2 separate regions of the Neogale vison genome follow, and region 1 is linked to region 2. A link is a contact called in public Hi-C data. All regions are on one chromosome and are shown on one strand. The core of a region is the stretch at or near the end of the contact, and the rest is flanking DNA. Distances in the headings are between cores, read along the strand shown. Region 1 holds the start of LOC122917464 (thioredoxin-dependent peroxide reductase, mitochondrial-like). Region 2 overlaps RNF38 (E3 ubiquitin-protein ligase RNF38).

Region 1 (3,762 bases), core at 654-3,153, 150 kb before region 2:
TACATAAAAAACTGGTCCCACTGACAGGGACGGAAGGAGATGGACTTTTCCACCAAATACCTATTTATAATATCTTTTGTGTTTTGTAATATATGCACATATTGCATATTAAAGAGAACAAAAATGTTAAAAATGGTGACAGTGAAACTCAACTGGATGATATGAGATTGAATTTGGAAGCAGAATTGAAAATTATGGATTAGGTATGAGGGAATGAGAGAAAAGGATGGAAACAAGGATGACATCCAGGTGTCTGGTGTTAGTAATTGGGTGATTGGTGCTATTTATCAAGATGAGAGAAAAGCTGAGGGAGTGACCATGTTTGGTAAGTTAAAAGTAAAGTTTTATTTTGGGATATATTTGAGATGCCTATTAAGTGAACAATAAGATATATGAATCTGGACATAGATTCACCAGAGAGTGCGTTAGTTTTCTATTGCTGCTACAACAAATTATCTCTAACCTAGTGGTTAAAAACTAATGTATTATCTTGCAGTTCTCTCCAGAACTCAGGAGTCTGAAATGAGTTTTACCCAGCTAAAATCAAAGTAGCAATATAGATATCATCACAAGAAAAGAAAATTGAACTGTTTGGTGACAGATGTTAGCTAAACATAATGGTGATCACTTCACAATATATACATATATCAAATCATTTCGCTGTATACTTGAAAGTAATATATAACATCTCAAATATATGTCTTTTTTTTTTTTTTTAAGGTATCAGTGGGTCGGCCTTCCCTAGGGGGCAGTGGACAATCTACTTCCTTGCCTTTCCTTGGCTACGGGCTGCCCTCATTCCTTGGTTTGTGGCCCCTCTGACCTCTGTTTCCCTTGTCACATTTCCTCTTCCTCCTTGACTTAAAAAGACTCTTGTGAGTATAGTCCAGGATATTCTTGCCCTCTCAAAATCCTTAATCACACTGTCAAAGTCTCTTTTCTATATAAGGGGACATTCACAAGTTCTAGGGATTAAGACATGGCTCTTCGGGAGCTATTTTGCCTAACACAAGTGGTATCAAAACCCCCAGGAAATGTTCAAGATGGACACATTGCTTTTATTTATTTATTTATAATTTTTTAGGGATTTTATTTATTTGAGACAGAGAGGTACAGAGAGAGCATGAGCCATGGGAGAGGCAAAGGGAGAAGAAGAGGGAGAAGCAGGCTTCCTGCTGAGCCAGGAGCCTTATATGGTGCTCAATATATGGATTGATATGGGGCTCATGGGGCTCGATATGGAGCTCAATATGGGGCTCGATCCCATCATGACCTGAGGCGAAGGCAGACATTTAACCATCTGACCCAATCAGGCACCCCAAGATGGGCATAAGCTTACATAAACTTTTAAACTTACATGCCAGGGGCACCTGGCTGGCTCAGTCAATGGAGCATGTGACTCTTGATTTCGGGGTTGTGAGTTGGAGCCCCACACTGGGTGCAGAAATTACTTAGAAATAAAAATCTTTAGGGGCACCTTAGTGGCTCAGTCGGTTAAGCCTCTGCCTTTGGCTCAGGTCATGGTCTCAGCGTCCTGGGATGGAGCCCCACATTAGGCTCTCTGCTCATTGCTTCCCCCTTTCTCTCTGCCTGCCTCTCTGCCTACTTTTGATCTCCATCTGTCAAATAAAATCTTTTAAAGAAATAAAACATAAAATCAAAATCTTTAGGGCGCCTGGGTGGCTCAGTTGTTGCGTGTTTGCCTTCAGCTTGGGTCATGATCCCAATATCCTGGGATCAACCCCCTGAATTGGCCGGGGTGTCCCTGCTCAGTGGGGAGCCTGCTTCTCCCTCTTCCATTACCCGTGCTTGTATTCCCTCTCTCACTCTCTGTCAAATAAATAAAATATTTTTAAATAAATAAAATATTTTAAAAATAATAGTTACGGCGAATCTCGCGCGCACTGAAGATGGCGGCCGCATTGGGAAGATTGCTCCGGGCTTCGATTGCCCGACATATGAATGCTGTTCCTTGGGGCATCTCTGCCTCTGCAGCCCTCAGACCTGCTGCTTCCCGAAGAACGTGCCTGACGAATGTATTGTGGTCTAGTTCTGGTCAAGCAAAATTCGCTTTTAGCACCAGTTCCTCATACCACGCTCCTGCAGTCACTTAGCACGCACCCTATTTTAAGGGCACCGCCGTTGTCATTGGAGAGTTCAAAGACCTAACCCTCGATGACTTTAAGGGAAAATATTTGGTGCTTTTCTTCTATCCTTTGGACTTCACCTTTGTGTGTCCTACAGAAATTGTTGCTTTTAGCGACAAAGCCAATGAATTTCACGACGTGAACTGTGAAGTTGTTGCAGTTCCAGTGGATTCCCACTTTACCCATCTCGCCTGGGTCAACACACCAAGGAAGAATGGCGGCTTGGACCACATGAACATCGCACTCTTGTCAGATCTGAATAAACAGATTTCCCGAGACTATGGCGTGCTGTTGGAAGGCCCCGGAATTGCTCTGAGAGGCCTCTTCATCATTGACCCCAATGGCATCATCAGGCATTTGAGTGTCAATGATCTCCCCGTGGGCCGAAGTGTGGAAGAGACCCTCCGCCTGGTGAAGGCATTCCAGTTTGTGGAAACCCATGGAGAAGTCTGCCCAGCGAACTGGACCCCGGATTCTCCTACGATTAAGCCACATCCAACTGCTTCCAAAGAATACTTTGAGAAGGTGAATCAGTAGATCATCCCGTGTGAACCCACCTCTTCTCACGTCAGGAGAGAGCCACAGCTGGAACTCACTTTGAGCATTTCAAAGATGATTATTTATAGAAGACAAAACAATTATGCTTGTACTCATAAGTAATACTCGAAATGTTTTGTTTTTTAACATTGGCGGAGGCTTTTAAATGTCCTCACACACATAAAGCGTCCTTTATTGGTAACCTCCTGATGACTGACTAGTTTATAGGATGCTGGTTCATCTGTTCCTTTGATTGTGTCTTCAGTGGGAAGAGGAAACGTTCTTTGTTGGTCTTACTTGAACCTTTATGTACACCAGAATAGTACAACACACACCGAAGCTTCTGATCAAGGGTCCTGAAATTTCTTCTTGAGTTTCTTTGTACTAAACTGAATTTTCTTTTAAGGTGACAAAGATCATACATAGTTTTAAGGTGTTAACATCAATGGTCTAATTTAACTCTTCCAATGGATGTATGTGTACTTGAAACAAATGTGAATCATGTTTTTTTTAAAAAAACACTCTTGGGGGCGCCTGGGGAGCTCAGTGGGTTAAAGCCTCTGCCTTGGGCTCAGGTCATGATCCCACTGGTCCTGGGTGGGGATCAAGCTCCGCAGGGAGCCTGCTTCCCTCTGTCTCTGCCTGCCTCTCAGCCTACTTGTGATCGCTGTCAAATAAATAAATAAATAAATCTTTAAAAAAATAATAATAATAGTTACATGCCATATCACCAAATATCCAGAAAAGAACACTAATTTTTCTCTTAAAACTTAAGAAAATTTAATTTAAAAAAACAGTATTTATGTTCAGTTTTTTAAAAATCTGCATGCTTATTACATGGGTGTGTTTAATTTGTTAGAATTCAAATTGTACACTTGAGATATCTGTGCTTCTTTATGTATCTTGTAACTATTACATATTTTTTTTAAGATTTTATTTATTTTTGACAGAGATCACAAGTAGGCAGAGAGGCAGGCAGAGAGAGAGGAAGGGAAGCAGGCTCCCCGCCAAACAGAGAGCCCGAAGCGGGGCTCAATCCCAGGACCCCGGGATCATGACCCGAGCCAAAGGCAGAGGC
Region 2 (3,966 bases), core at 1,268-3,767:
AGCCAACCCAGAACACACAGTGCCCCACAGGGTTCAGCATCCACAAAAGTGAACCACCTCACTCTTTCTTACCATGTGAGAGCATATTATGACAGGATGCTTCCACCCCAGATGTCTGACAGACAGGGTGCACACAAATGGTATGACTTGGGAAGCCTTAAAGACAACTTATCAACAAGAATCATCAAGTATTAGAAGCAAAGAACAGAAAAAATCCAGGTGGAAAGAAGTCAATCATGAAATGCAATCAGAGAATCTGAACATGGGAGAGAGGTTGAACACGGTTAGGGGAACAGACAAATAAACGTGGGTAGCAGATCACATGGCTATATGTCCCATATATTTTGAGACATTATGATTTCGTGTAATTGTTTTTTTAATAATGATTATTTGTTAATTATATAATTAAACAGACTCAATGATCATTTGCTCTACTCTTTTCCTTTCTCAGACCTTGTACACAACTTGAAATGGGATCATTGTTGTCCATATGTATCAAAGCAATAAAACCTACAACACTGGTACAAAGATGCTTGAGAATAAATTAAGGAGTTGGGATGAAAGGTAGTGTAAGCAGACAGCCCACGCTAAGACAGAAGAGCCAAACCATGGACCAGAAAGACCTGGGGAGGGTGAGAGAGAGAACCAGCTGGTGAAAGACTCTGCTTAAGCATGGAGGCATGTGTCTCTGTGAATGTGGGGCTACAGCTCCTTAATCCAGGTTTTCAATTTAGTACTTCAGAGTGTTAGCTGATCTCAAAGAGTGTCACAAAATAGCAAAATACCAGCAGTGAACACTCTCCTTTACAAAAGCAACTCACAGCTTCAACATATCACTTGAAGTGACAGCCTAGGAAAAGATATATTGAAACGCTTCTCCCTTTGAACTCTCATCCAGGCTTGAGCACTTCACCTTGAGATGGGACATGAGAGCCAGTCCCACTTACTGCAACACTAAGAAACTGAATTGTCTAGCTCTCCTGCACTCATTCCGCTCTAATCTAATCTTTGTCTTCCTTCTTCCCCTTGCCCCGAAGTTTTGGCTCTTGCACAGGAAAGCCTACCAAGCTCTGCAATGCGCTAAAAGTCTCCCGCTGCTCTGTGAGGTCCACACGAAAAACTGGACCTTCTCCTCAGGTTAGAGAGTGTCTCTCTGTAGGCTAGCCCTGCTGAAGTCCTAACTATGCTAAAAGCCTCCAGGCAGGACTTCTGGCCCGGCAAGTACAGACTCTACCAATGTTAAATTGATTTTTCATCACATCAAGGGTTATTTTCTGTTCTGGAATTTGAGGGCAGGGAGTCGATAAACAGGGCTCACATACATAGTGAGGGTTTTCCTGACTATCTCTAAGAGTGGATGACAACATGAAATCAGTACAACAGTTTACTTGAAATGCTTTGTTCATCGTCCTGTGCCTTTAAAAAAAAAAAAAATTTCAGAATAAGGAAATGGTTTAGAAACAACTTTTTTCTTTGTAGTAAAATAAAAATATAATCTAAAACCTGTTCATTAACTTGAAATGCACATCAAGCTAGACTGATGAAGCTCCTGTGATTAAGTGTAGCTAGAAATTTTGAGTCCAGGGTCCCATCCCTGTGGACTGAAAAGCACGATTGAGACACATTCCTCTTTGCTGCCACAGACCTGTGCATAACATGTCAAAAAAAAAAAAAAAATCAAACTGCTTTGCTTCTCCTTCTAGACCAAGAGCTTGTTGACAGCAGAAGCCCCACCTTACAACATATTTTGATATAATGAACCCAGTGCATCACTGGGCACATAGTAGGTATTAAATAAATACTTCTGAATGGTAAGATATGATACTCATTATGAATCCAGGAGATAAATTTTTTTTTTTTAAAGATTTTATTTATTTATGGGGCGCCTGGGTGGCTCAGTGGGTTAAGCCGCTGCCTTCAGCTCAGGTCATGATCTCAGGGTCCTGGGATCGAGTCCCGCATCGGGCTTTCTGCTCAGCAGGGAGCCTGCTTCCCTCTCTCTCTCTCTGCCTGCCTCTCCATCTACTTGTAATTTCTCTCTGTCAAATAAATAAATAAAATCTTTAAAAAAAAAAAAAAGATTTATTTATTTGACAGAGAGAGATCCCAAGTAGGCAGGGAGGCAGGCAGAGAGAGAGGAAGGGAAGCAGGCTCCCCGCCGAGCAGAGAGCCTAATGCAGGACTCAATCCCAGGACCCTGAGATCATGACCTGAGCCAAAGGCAGCGGCTCAACCCACTGAGCCACCCAGGCGCCCCAGGAGATAAATTTCTAACTAAAAGTTTTGCTGTCTCCAAAGGATTCAAATTTGCCACCAACCTCAAGCCCTAGATGTGTAGGCATTTGGTAATGTGATGCTAGTAAATGTTTTAGTAACAAATGACCTGCTAAAATAGATGACTAAGGAGAGGCATACGTCCCCAAAGCAGGAATGAAAATACAAATTTTTAAGATTCTGAATTCTTGAGCCCTCTTAGCATACTTAGTATTCAAAATAACTACTGAGTAAGTAACAGAAATGTAAACACAGAAAGGAAATGGTCTTGCCAACTACCATTTGCTTTCTATTTTCTTTTCAAATCCAGTGACCTTAGGATGAAGGCCAAGAAGAAGCCTGAGATTTCAACACTCAAATTTATTAACTGTGTTAAGAGACCTAAATAAAAATTCACTCATGTGAACTCTGTAATTGGGTTTGTTTTCATTTATGTGCATTAACTGTCATGGGCAACAAAGAGCAGCAGCTTCTACCCTGTGAATTCTGTTTAACTAAACAGCACTGGAAGAGGGTGATTCTTCACTGCAATACTGAAACCCACATACAGCTCAACAGCTATGAAAGGCTGGAACCTTTATGACCCATCAAATCTCTCTCTACCAGTTTACAATGAGCACATAACTAAGGTCCACCGAGGGGAAATGACTTGCCCCAGGCCTACAAAAAGTTAATGGCAGAGCAAGGGCTAAAGATCTTGAAGCTGAGGCCAGGGATCTGCTACCCCAAACCATGTCCCTGCAGCTATCAGATCTGTGTTCACTGTGATAAACTATACCAAAGTGTTATGCAAGTACAAATGCAAACTGAAATGATCAAATATAGCAAACCTTCCTGAGCAGGCTTCTCAGAAGAACTGAATCTTCTAGCTGACTTCATTTTCTGGTTACTAAAGGTTGTTTTTGGTAACTGAACCTCACAATGATCAGGAATAAAACTTGGATAAAATCAGAATGAACACCAGTCCTATCTCTAGACATACGAAGAGAGTCATTTTCTTTTGATATCCTTTTGCTATCAAGTAGTGGTGGTACAGCACAAAGCCCTACTGCTGACTAGCTGGGCGGTATCATGGAAGCCAACCTCTCCAGAACTCAGTTCTCACATCTTTAAAAAGAACAGGTCGAACTAAATAATGCAAGATCCCTTCCAGCTCTGAAATTCAGAACATCTAGAACTAAGCATGCTTTCTTGTAATTTACAATGTTCTCCAGAAAGTGCCTATATTTCCCCCTACAAAAAAAGTTCTGAGCATGTGATTATCTCAGACCAGTTAAAACACCCAACTGAGGGGCACCTGGTGGCTCAGTTGGTGACTGAGATCAAGCATTTGACTTGATCTCAGCTCATGTCTTGATCTCTTAAGTTCAGGCCCCATGATGACATCCATGGTGATGGTGAGCATGGGACCTACTTAAAAAACAAACCAAAAAAAACCTGATACCTAGATCTCCTCTACAAATACTCGTAACTCTAACGAATACTAGCTTTTTGGTTTATGAGGAGCTGCACAGGGATTTGCCACAGTTTAAGACACTTTGGAGCCCTAAAATGGTATGGGAATGGGGACAGTTGCTCAACTAGATGGAAACAGCTTTCCAAGACCCCTCATTATATCTCAGCAGTTCCAATTTAATGTTTTATTTATCATGGTTTTGCTGCTCAAAGTAATTCTGGAAGCTCACTGATTTA

The links. Hi-C and Micro-C count contacts between places; a contact is called where the count stands out from the background.
Region 1: a contact with region 2 is called in a Hi-C map of fibroblasts, with 5 times the contacts expected there. The contact joins the promoter of LOC122917464 here to the enhancer-like site in region 2. A contact is called at or near these places in 2 of 3 Hi-C or Micro-C datasets (fibroblasts and muscle).

Annotation. Positions count from the first base shown.
Region 1 is chr9:35,256,562-35,260,323 of ASM_NN_V1, reverse strand. It overlaps LOC122917464 (thioredoxin-dependent peroxide reductase, mitochondrial-like), which reads left to right and starts at 1,903. Exons shown (of 1, transcript XM_044265363.1): 1 at 1,903-2,832. The coding sequence starts at 1,911. The coding sequence ends at 2,684. The region is part of intron 1 of GNE (bifunctional UDP-N-acetylglucosamine 2-epimerase/N-acetylmannosamine kinase); the gene reads right to left.
Region 2 is chr9:35,107,337-35,111,302 of ASM_NN_V1, reverse strand. All of the region lies in intron 1 of RNF38 (E3 ubiquitin-protein ligase RNF38), which reads right to left. Among named protein-coding and RNA genes, the nearest start is that of RNF38, 40 kb to the right of the region's middle. Within about 2 kb of position 2,517, the one cell type or tissue checked has open chromatin away from gene starts, as enhancers often do. A contact at or near this core is called in fibroblasts, where this site is marked.